Linked DNA regions of Sus scrofa: all the other regions are linked to region 3. Evidence: chromatin contacts called from public Hi-C data. All regions are on one chromosome and are shown on one strand. Each heading gives the region's core, a stretch centred on a gene start, on an enhancer-like site or on the middle of the called end of the contact. The rest is flanking DNA. Distances are from core to core; before and after follow the strand shown.

What was found. Hi-C and Micro-C count contacts between places; a contact is called where the count stands out from the background.
Region 1: a Hi-C map of mesenteric adipose tissue shows a contact between it and region 3, with 2.1 times the contacts expected there. The contact joins the promoter of HID1 here to the promoter of ARMC7 in region 3. A contact is called at or near these places in 2 of 5 promoter capture datasets (fetal liver and liver), 20 of 47 Hi-C or Micro-C datasets (alveolar macrophages, blood, embryonic fibroblasts and 11 more) and 2 of 2 datasets of contacts at active chromatin or transcription factors (alveolar macrophages and skeletal muscle).
Region 2: a Hi-C map of subcutaneous adipose tissue shows a contact between it and region 3, with 1.6 times the contacts expected there. The contact joins the promoter of MRPS7 here to the promoter of ARMC7 in region 3. A contact is called at or near these places in 1 of 5 promoter capture datasets (liver), 11 of 47 Hi-C or Micro-C datasets (alveolar macrophages, embryonic fibroblasts, fetal liver and 8 more) and 2 of 2 datasets of contacts at active chromatin or transcription factors (alveolar macrophages and skeletal muscle).

The regions. Positions count from the first base shown.
Region 1 is chr12:6,289,823-6,292,775 of Sscrofa11.1, reverse strand. HID1 (protein HID1) reads right to left here and starts at 1,627. Exons shown (of 19, transcript XM_013980767.2): 1 at 1,518-1,627. The coding sequence starts at 1,622.
Region 2 is chr12:6,054,235-6,056,934 of Sscrofa11.1, reverse strand. MRPS7 (28S ribosomal protein S7, mitochondrial) reads left to right here and starts at 1,266. Exons shown (of 5, transcript XM_003131206.5): 1 at 1,266-1,602; 2 at 2,118-2,309; 3 at 2,425-2,488. The coding sequence starts at 1,520. GGA3 (ADP-ribosylation factor-binding protein GGA3) reads right to left here. Exons shown (of 18, transcript XM_021066652.1): 2 at 1,168-2,700. The coding sequence starts at 1,207.
Region 3 is chr12:6,181,559-6,184,473 of Sscrofa11.1, reverse strand. It overlaps ARMC7 (armadillo repeat containing 7), which reads left to right and starts at 1,392. Exons shown (of 3, transcript NM_001243806.1): 1 at 1,392-1,789; 2 at 1,883-2,026. The coding sequence starts at 1,699.

The DNA.
Region 1 (2,953 bases), core at 378-2,877, 110 kb before region 3:
ATGCCATTCTAATTTCCAAGAACAAGAGAGAGCCCTGGGGGGGGGGGGGGCGTAGGATGAAAACCCTAATGGCGGCAGGTCCTGACTCCCTTGAAAGTGGGGGATCTGGGAGCAGAGCTGGGCATCTCTGCGGCCAGAGCAGCCTGGCTCAAGGGCTAAGGAGACAGGGCCGGTCAGGGGAGTACCCTTGCTGGGGCCAGCTCCTATGTGTTGGGGACAAGGAGGTGGTCTCTGTGCCACTTGTGGACTCAAGAGAGTGTACAAGAAAGAATGGACTAGGGTGAAAGATACCCTCAGGCCCCACAGCATCTAGTCCAAGGGCAGCCTGGATGGTTCTTAGCCCTGATCCAGAGAACAGAGGGCACCTGCAAACACAGCCATCCCCACCTCTGGGCCTCAAAGGAGGAGCCCCAGGCAGCAGTGGCCTCAACTGGGAACCTGGACTCCATGGCCCTGGGATCAGGTCCGCTTGCCAGGCTGCAGTGCTGCCTGCCACTCTGAATGTTCCCAGTAAAACCTGGGCCTTCCCTGGCCGTGGCCATGGACCTGGGCCCAGAGAGGCCGCTGCCTCCGCGCACCAGCTGTTTCCCCGACCCAGGAGGGCGCCGGCAGGCTTTGTTTGCATTGAGTCAGCCGGGTCTGTGCGTCCGGGACCCACGGGCACCGAGGAAAGCAGGGAGGTGTTTGGGTGGGTGGGGGTGGGGAGAGGTTGGACATGCGAGGCTGGAGGGGCGTGGGGGGTGCAGACTGGGGGGCGGACAGAGGCGACGCCGGCTTGGGATGTAGGCACACGTCAGCCTAAGGTGGCAGCAGTAGCTGCGAGGGAGAGGATGTTCCCGGGAGAAGAGGTTGGGGGTGGGGGGATAGGGGATGGAGCCCTAGGGTACAGGCCAAGGAGTCTCGCTCCAGTCCTGGCCTCGGCGTCACCCTCCTGGCCAGCTGGTCTCCCCATCTCCTGGCGAGCCAAGTTCTCGAAGCCCCCCAGCCCTGCCCAGCCCCCAGTCCGGCAAGTGGGTGGGGAGGCCGGGGCCCCGTGCGCACCTGCGTCTTGGTGGTGAGCTGGATCACCGCCTTTCGGAAGTTCAGCTTGGAGTCGGCCGACCCCATATCGTTGGAGCCCGCTCCGGCCCGGCCCCAGCCCTGACTCCCGCCCGGGGACCGGACTCTGTATCCGGCTCCACTCCGCGGCCCCAGCTGCTCTCGCAGGAGCGGAGCTGCGCACCCCGCCCGCCGGCCCGGCGTCGACCCCGCCCCCTCCTGGCCCCGCCCGATAGGACTCCGCCCCCCGCACCTGCCGCGCCCCGCACCGCCCACTCCCGGCGCCCGGGGTCTGCCGCTCCCATCCACTGTCGTAGCCCTCCCGGCGTCCTTCTTATCCGGATCCAGTGCCTCCAGGCCCTTTCTTCTGTGTCGGTGCGTTATTCCCCCCCGCTTCCCCCCCCCGCCTCTCCCATTACCACCCAGCCCCCAGGGCCTGCATCCTTCCCAACCTCGCGTCCCCCGCCCCCGCTCCTCACCATTGGTCCCCACGCCATCACTGGGCCCACACTTTCAAAACCAGCCTTCTCCAGTTTCTTCCTTGTAATCCCTGTCCTCCCCACTTTGTTTTTTTCCCTGAGCATCCGTTCTTTCGGTTCCCCTTTTACTGACCTATCAACCCACATGTCCCCTGTAATCCAGTCACAGGCTGAACCTCGGTGGAAGCGGGGTGTTCACTCAGTGTCCCTGCTCCAGGAAAGCAGCGTCCCTTCCCTGATGAGAGCTAGAGGCCCCTCTGGGTCCCACGACTCCTTTCTGGCCACCTGCCTTCTCTGAGAATTCTTTTAGGTTCATCCATTTCAACAAATATGTTGAGGAACTAGTATTTACCAACATGGTGTCAGGGGTAGGGCAGAGGGGGCCTAAGTCACAGGGTCTGCCCTCTAAGAGCAGTTGGCAAGGGAGAGAAACTAGGAAGGAATTAGTTATGGTTCAACTCAGTGAGGCAAATTAATAATAATAGCAGTAGTAATAATAATAGTGACGAAATACCTCTTACACAACAAACACCTGCCTCTGAGATAGGTATTCGCCCCATTTTACACCAGAGGAAACTGAGGCTCAAAGCAATTAAGTTGCCCCAAATCACACAACTAGTAAAGAACAAAGCCAAAAAGGCAAATCCAACTCTGACTCCCAAAGAGGCTGCATTTTTTCAACATTATCTTGCATGCTGTGTCCGGAAGCTTCTGGAAATCCTAGCAGCTTCAAAAGGAAGTGACGTTTAGTTTAAATTGGAATGCCACAGGTGAAAAATGAGAGGCGCACCATCTAGGCACAAAGGCAGGGTAGGACAGATGAGGAGGTGGGAGGCAGGAGACAGGGATGTCATTATGTCACTGAATGAGCAGACTGGACAGGATAGCTCTGTCCTTGCTCCAGAGGTGGGTTTTCTCTGCTTTGGATGAAATCTTCCAGGTTCCGTGGCTTTTCTAATCACTTTGAGATAACAAATGAATAGAACCTTTATTTGGCATTAAAAAAAAAAAAAAAAAATCCAGTCCACCCTACAAATCACCCAGCCCTAGGCCAGGCCAACGTGACATTAAAAACTCTGACTCTTGGAGTTCCTGTCATGGCGCAGCGGAAACGAATCCAACTAGGAACCATGAGGTTGCGGGTTTGATCCCTGTAGGCCAGCAGCTGTAGCTCCGATTGGACTCCTAGCCTGGGAACCTCCATATGCCACCGGTGTGGCCCTAAAAAGACAAAAGACAAAGAAAAGAAAAAGAAAAACTCTGAATCTTGTTCATTAGGGAAGTACAAATTGAAACCACAACGCAATAACTGTTATATACCTATTCGAATGTGTTAAAAAACAAAGGAGTTCCTCTCATGGCACAGTGGTTAACGAATCCGGCTAGGAACATGAGGCTGTGGGTTCGATCCCCGGCCTTGATTAGTGGGTTAAGGA
Region 2 (2,700 bases), core at 17-2,516, 130 kb after region 3:
ATGTAACCTAAGTTCAATCACCTGAACAGGGTTTTATTAAGTAAAGGCAGGCAAGGAGCTCCCGCTCTGGCACAATGGCATCAGTGGTGTCTTGGGAGCGGTGGGACACCGGTTGGATCCCCAGCACAGTGGGTTAAGGAACCGGTGTTGCCGCAGCTGTGGCTCTTGGCTGTGGCTCGTATCTGATCCCTGGCCTGGGATCCCCATGTGCCGCGGGTCGGCCAAAAAGAAAAAAAGAAAAGTCAGGCAATTGGAGGAAAGAGCCATCACCTCCAAGAGCCTGGAGGCTCTAGTAAATAACAGATCTCCGCACAAGGCACTGTCTAAGCATCTAGCCTGCTGCCTTATCACCCTGTTCAATTTGTCTTCACTGAAAGAGACCTCCAGGTGCCTCCTCTAACCCACAGATAAAATAATATTAACCCTTGAGCCAAATACTACCTGCTAGAGTTAAACCGTTATTTCTTTAACAGCAATATGCATTAGCAATCATAGCAATAGGCCGCTATAATTACAGCATCAGGCAGCGCCTCTCAGGTTTGCTCAGTATAGGTTATCAACGAAGGACTCCTTAAGATATGCAGGGCGGGGGTGGGGAACACAGCTTTCACCATATTTTGGTCACTGCAGGAAAAAGGTAAAGCCCTGTTTTCTCTCTCACTTTAGATTCTCACTTCAAACATTCAGCCTGCGCGAGGAGGTCACTTCTCCTCGAATACAGGTTCACAATTCTGAAGCTATGCTTGCTCATCGGCACCGCCGCTTCCGAAGCTTCAGCCCAAATCCGGAGCTTTTCCCTTGGTCAGGAAGGCGCAGGGGTTCCCAGAGTCAAAAGCCGCGCGCGTCCCCACCACAGCTGCCCCAAAGCGCCGGATGCCTGTCAGCCCGAAGCACTTGGCTGTAGCTTTCTCGAAGCCCAGGAGGCCCGGACCGGACCCGAGCTCACGCCGCGGCGCGCGGAAGCGGGAGCAGGCGCCGCAGCACAGGGTGCAGGAGCCCGGGCGTCCTGACGGGGAAGGGGCGTGATCGCGAGACGCTCCCAGAGCAGGCGATGCCTGCCGCAGCTGCCATGCAGCGCCACCGCGGGGCCCGGGGAAGGGGCAGAAGGGTGTGGAGAGGGGCGGCTCGGCGGCTTGAGGGCAGGCACAAGCGACCGGGGCTACTCACTCAGCCAGGACTCCAGGCTCTCCCCTTCCGCCTCCGCCATATTGCAGCCGCCCGGGCCGGCCCCGCGGCCTCAAACCTCGCGAGAACCTGCAAGAGCTGAGCTGGGGCGGGGCCTGCATAGGGCCCTGAGAAGAGAGAGCGCCGCCACCGAGGGTTGCGCCAGGCTGCGGCGAATAATGGGAGCGCGAATGTTTCCTTTTGACTCTTCACCTTAGACCCCGGTGTGAGAGACTCTTAAGGCCCCCATAGGGTGAAGCCCAGGTTTAGGAGCCTGTGCAGCCTTTCCCGGACTTCTGTCACCAGCTCAGGCGCACCGAGGGCAGTCTCTGTGGGGTCCTCGTGGCCAGCCAAGATGGCTGCCCCCGCGGTGAAGGCTGCGCGAGGGTGGTCGTGCTCGGCCTTGGGCGTGCGGATTGCCGTCCTCCGGTTTCCAGGGTGAGAGGGCAGCCTGTAGCTGGGAGGCCGTTTGGGTCTTCACGGAGAGACCTGCTGGAAAGGAAGAGGGGCCGTAGACAGGCCGCGCGGGAACCAGGGGGCTGGGATGTCCGGCTCCATGGCTCTTTAACCAGCAGGGTGATTTTGGGTCAGTCTGAAGACATAGTGACTTCCCGCCCGCTCGAGGGGTTCTAACTTAGCGCCGAAAGTGCGATCCTGTTAAAGAACGCAGAGCTGGGATTTTCTTTGTTGGAAGGGAGGGGGAGAGATGCATAGGCGGGGCGCCTATCCCGAGTTTCAGGCCCGTCCTTACCGTTGGCACTTCCTGGCCTGTTTGGGGGAAAGTTCTCCTCCTGCTTGGGACGGGAACCAGAATTATCGGGGTTCACCTTTGGCTAGCGGTCTCCGCGCCGCTCTCACTCGTCGGCGGATTGGCACCCTTGCCTATTGTTAAGTCAAGCTATTTCACTTGTGGAGTCAGCTTTTGCCCTCCTCTTCCTCTTCCCCGCCTCCAGGCTAACCCAGGTGAGGTGGAGCCGCTATGGTCCTGAATACAAGGATCCCCAGATTGACAAGGAATATTACCGCAAGCCGTTGGCGGAGCAGACGGAGGAGGAGAAGTATGAGCGGGATTTCAAGAAGACGCAACTTATCAAAGCCGCCCCCGCGACCAAAACAAGTTCTGTGTTTGAAGACCCGGTGATCAGGTTAGAAGGAAACAAAGTTTTTTTCCAAGGACCGGGACTTTACCAGGGAGGGTCTATAGTAAGGATTCCCTGACACGGCCTTGAGAGGCTAAACATGTTGCTTTTCTCCTTGAAGTAAATTCACCAACATGATGATGAAAGGAGGAAACAAAGTACTGGCCAGATCCCTCATGACACAGGTAAACAGTCCCTCTGCTTTTCCCCGTAGCTTTGTACTTGGCTCTTTCGTTTTAGCATGAAAAAAAAACGGATTCTGTAGCTGTCGTTGAAATTAACTTCCCTGTATGCATGTGTGGGAGTGGGGCTTTAATGAAGTCCTGCAGGAGTCAACAGCTACCATTCCTCATCCCCATATCCCAAATCTTAGCCCACTCTTTCTTTCCTGGTCCAG
Region 3 (2,915 bases), core at 143-2,642:
TGGGCCGCATCAGCTCCCTTCACAAGCTGAGGGGCCTGGGACCACCACCCTTCAAGAAGGAGCGGGGGCCCAAGCATCCAGACTACGGTCAAAACTCTTGGCCTGGGGTGTGTGCATAGGGCAGGGGCTTATCACAAGGACCTGAGACCACAGAGGGGCTCCCAGTGGGGCTGTGGCAGGCTGGAGTATGGCAGCCACTCTGCCCTCATGCCAGGCCCAGGGCCAAAGGCCCATGGCCCTTGCCCTCAGGAAGCTCACAGAAGAGTTCCCTAGTGGCTCAGCTAGTTAATGACCCAGTGTTGTCATGGCTTGGGTTGCTGCTGTGGTGCAGGTTCCATCCAAAAAAAAAAAAAAAAAAGCCAGCTTGGGAGTTCCCCTCATGGCGCAGCAGAAATGAATCCAACTAGGAACTATGAGGTTTCAGGTTCCATCCCTGCCCTTGCTCAGTGGGTTAAGGATCTGGCGTTGCAGAGAGCTGTGGTGTAGGTTGCAGATGCAGCTCAGATCCTGCTTTGCTGGGGCTGTGGTGTAGGCTGGCAGCTGTAGCCCTGATTGGACCCCTAGCCTGGGAAACTCCATATGCCTCGGGTGCGGCCCTAAAATTAAAAAAAAGCAAATAAACGCAAAAAGAAATTTTTTCTTAAAAGCAAAACAAAATAGCGCACAGCCCAAGCCTCTTTTATCCACCCATTTTCAAGCATGACTAGAGTGCGAGAAGCCACCTTCCTCCCTGGTGCTCTGTCCTCTGCGCCTGTGAGGTCTGTCTGGCTCCACAACCCAGAAAGCCGCCAGAGCGGTGCACTGAGGCTCCTTCTAGGGCCTGATGGTGCTGCCCCTGGTGCTCCCCGTCCACTTGGCTGACAAAATGCCTTAGGACATTACCCAGTTCCTGAGGTTTCTGGCCAGAGGTGGCAGACTTAGCACGAGTTTGGGAAGCAGAGGGTGCCAGGAAAAGCCGGCCACAAGGTAGTGTTAAAGGACCTACATGGAGGACACTGGGAGCCAGAGTTGCAGAGGACAGACACCCGAGTTCCAGAGGAGCGTCCCTTGCTCCAGAAGGCTGGGCTGCGCCCCCCTCAAGTGCAGAAGTATCTGGAAGTGCTTCTGCCTCGACAGTTCTCCCGTGGGTGTCCCTACACCCCCGCCACCTCTAAGCTCTTAAAGGCTCTGGCCGCGCTCCTCAGTGCTTCCACAACCTTCCAGGATCGCCGGCCAGGCGGATCGCCAGCCAGGCGGATCGCCCTCATCTGGAGCTGAGAAGCAGCAAGCGTTCCGCGCAAGCCCTCTAAGCTCTGCGAGGGCCCCGCCCCTCGCCCCCTTCGACCCGCCCCTTCCGCCCAGGGGCGGGACTAGGCGCGGCTTCTCCCGGAAATCCGGAACCTGGAAGAAAACCGAGCTCTGCCGGGCGCTGCTCCTGCTCCTCTCTTCCACAGCGGGCGGTTGTGTGCTTGTCTCCTGCGCCCGTCCTTAGATTTTCCACTCCTAACTCTTACGGAGTCCTGAATCCCCATCCCATTTCCCACACCCCAGTTTCAGCTGCAAATTACCGCAGAGCCTAAAGCCAGGAGAGGAGCCCGTTTCCCGCCCCAGTCCTCCCCTCCCCGGGCCGGTGGAGACCCGGGTAAGATTCTCGCCCCGCTTTCCGGCCTCACCTTCCACACACCTGCCGTTCCCTCGGGGGCCCTCCGCCGCCCGACCATGGCCCAGAAGCCGAAGGTAGACCCTCACGTCGGCCGGCTAGGATATCTTCAGGCGCTGGTCACGGAATTCCAGGAGACAGAGAGCCAAGGTGAGAGCGGCGGCGGGGGGAGCAGGGCGGGGGCAGGGGTCCGGCCACCGCCGCCGCCCCAGACCTGGTTCCAATGCTGCTTTTCCACTGCAGACGCCAAGGAGCAAGTACTGGCCAACCTCGCTAACTTCGCCTATGACCCCAGTAATTACCAGTATCTGCGGCAGCTGCAGGTCCTGGATTTATTCCTCGATTCACTGTCGGAAGAGAATGAAACCCTGGTGGAGTTTGCTATTGGTAAGGATGGGGTGCAACTCCTAGATGCCTGATGGGCTTTAATGAGGTCAGTGAGTTAGAAGTGAGTTTGGGAGAAAGGAATCTTAAGCAGTCCCTCAGCTGCGAAGCACTCATTCTGCGTGCCTGTCTGCGCTGCTTGCTTACAGGTGTGTGCATAAATGAGGAAATGGATTGAAGGCCGGTGCGGTCGGGAGGGGGGAGTGGAGTGCTCTTTTTAAACAGCTTTATCTTCATGTTTTAATATCCAGAGAAGTAGAGGTGACTTGGAATGGCTTATGCCTAGGACCTATCGAACTATTCGCTGGACAGGTATTATGGGGCATGTACTGTGTGATTAAGGTATTGTTCTAAATGCTGGGAAGATGGCAAGCAGGTTGGGGAAAAGGTCTTTGCCCTCGAGGAATTTACACTCTGGTAGAGGGAGACAGGTGTTTGAACAAAAGCTGAGGCTCTGAAGAAAATAAACAGGCTGATGAGGTGGAGCAAGGGGAGGTAGACACTCCTTTTGTTTTGGCCATCGTGGGAAGGCGGTCTCGGCAGAGGCACAGCATGGGCCCAGACCCTTAAGCGGGAGGAGGCAGAAGGAAAGGCTGATGTGGTGGGACTGTGGTGAATGAAGCTGAGAGAGGTACCAAATGAGGTCCAAGAGCTCGAGGCAGCTCCTGACTCAGAGCTAGGTGGTAGGAAAGAGTTTGTTGATTCTGAGGACAGACGTTCGTTGTTCAGCATGTATCTTTGTTTCGTTGTTGTTGTCTTTTTAGGGCATATGGTGGTTCCAGGCTAGGGGTCGAATCAGAGCTATAGCTCCCGGCCACAGCATCCAGCATCACAGGATCCGAGCCATATCTGTGACCCACACCACAGCTCCCTGCAACGTGGGATCCTCAAC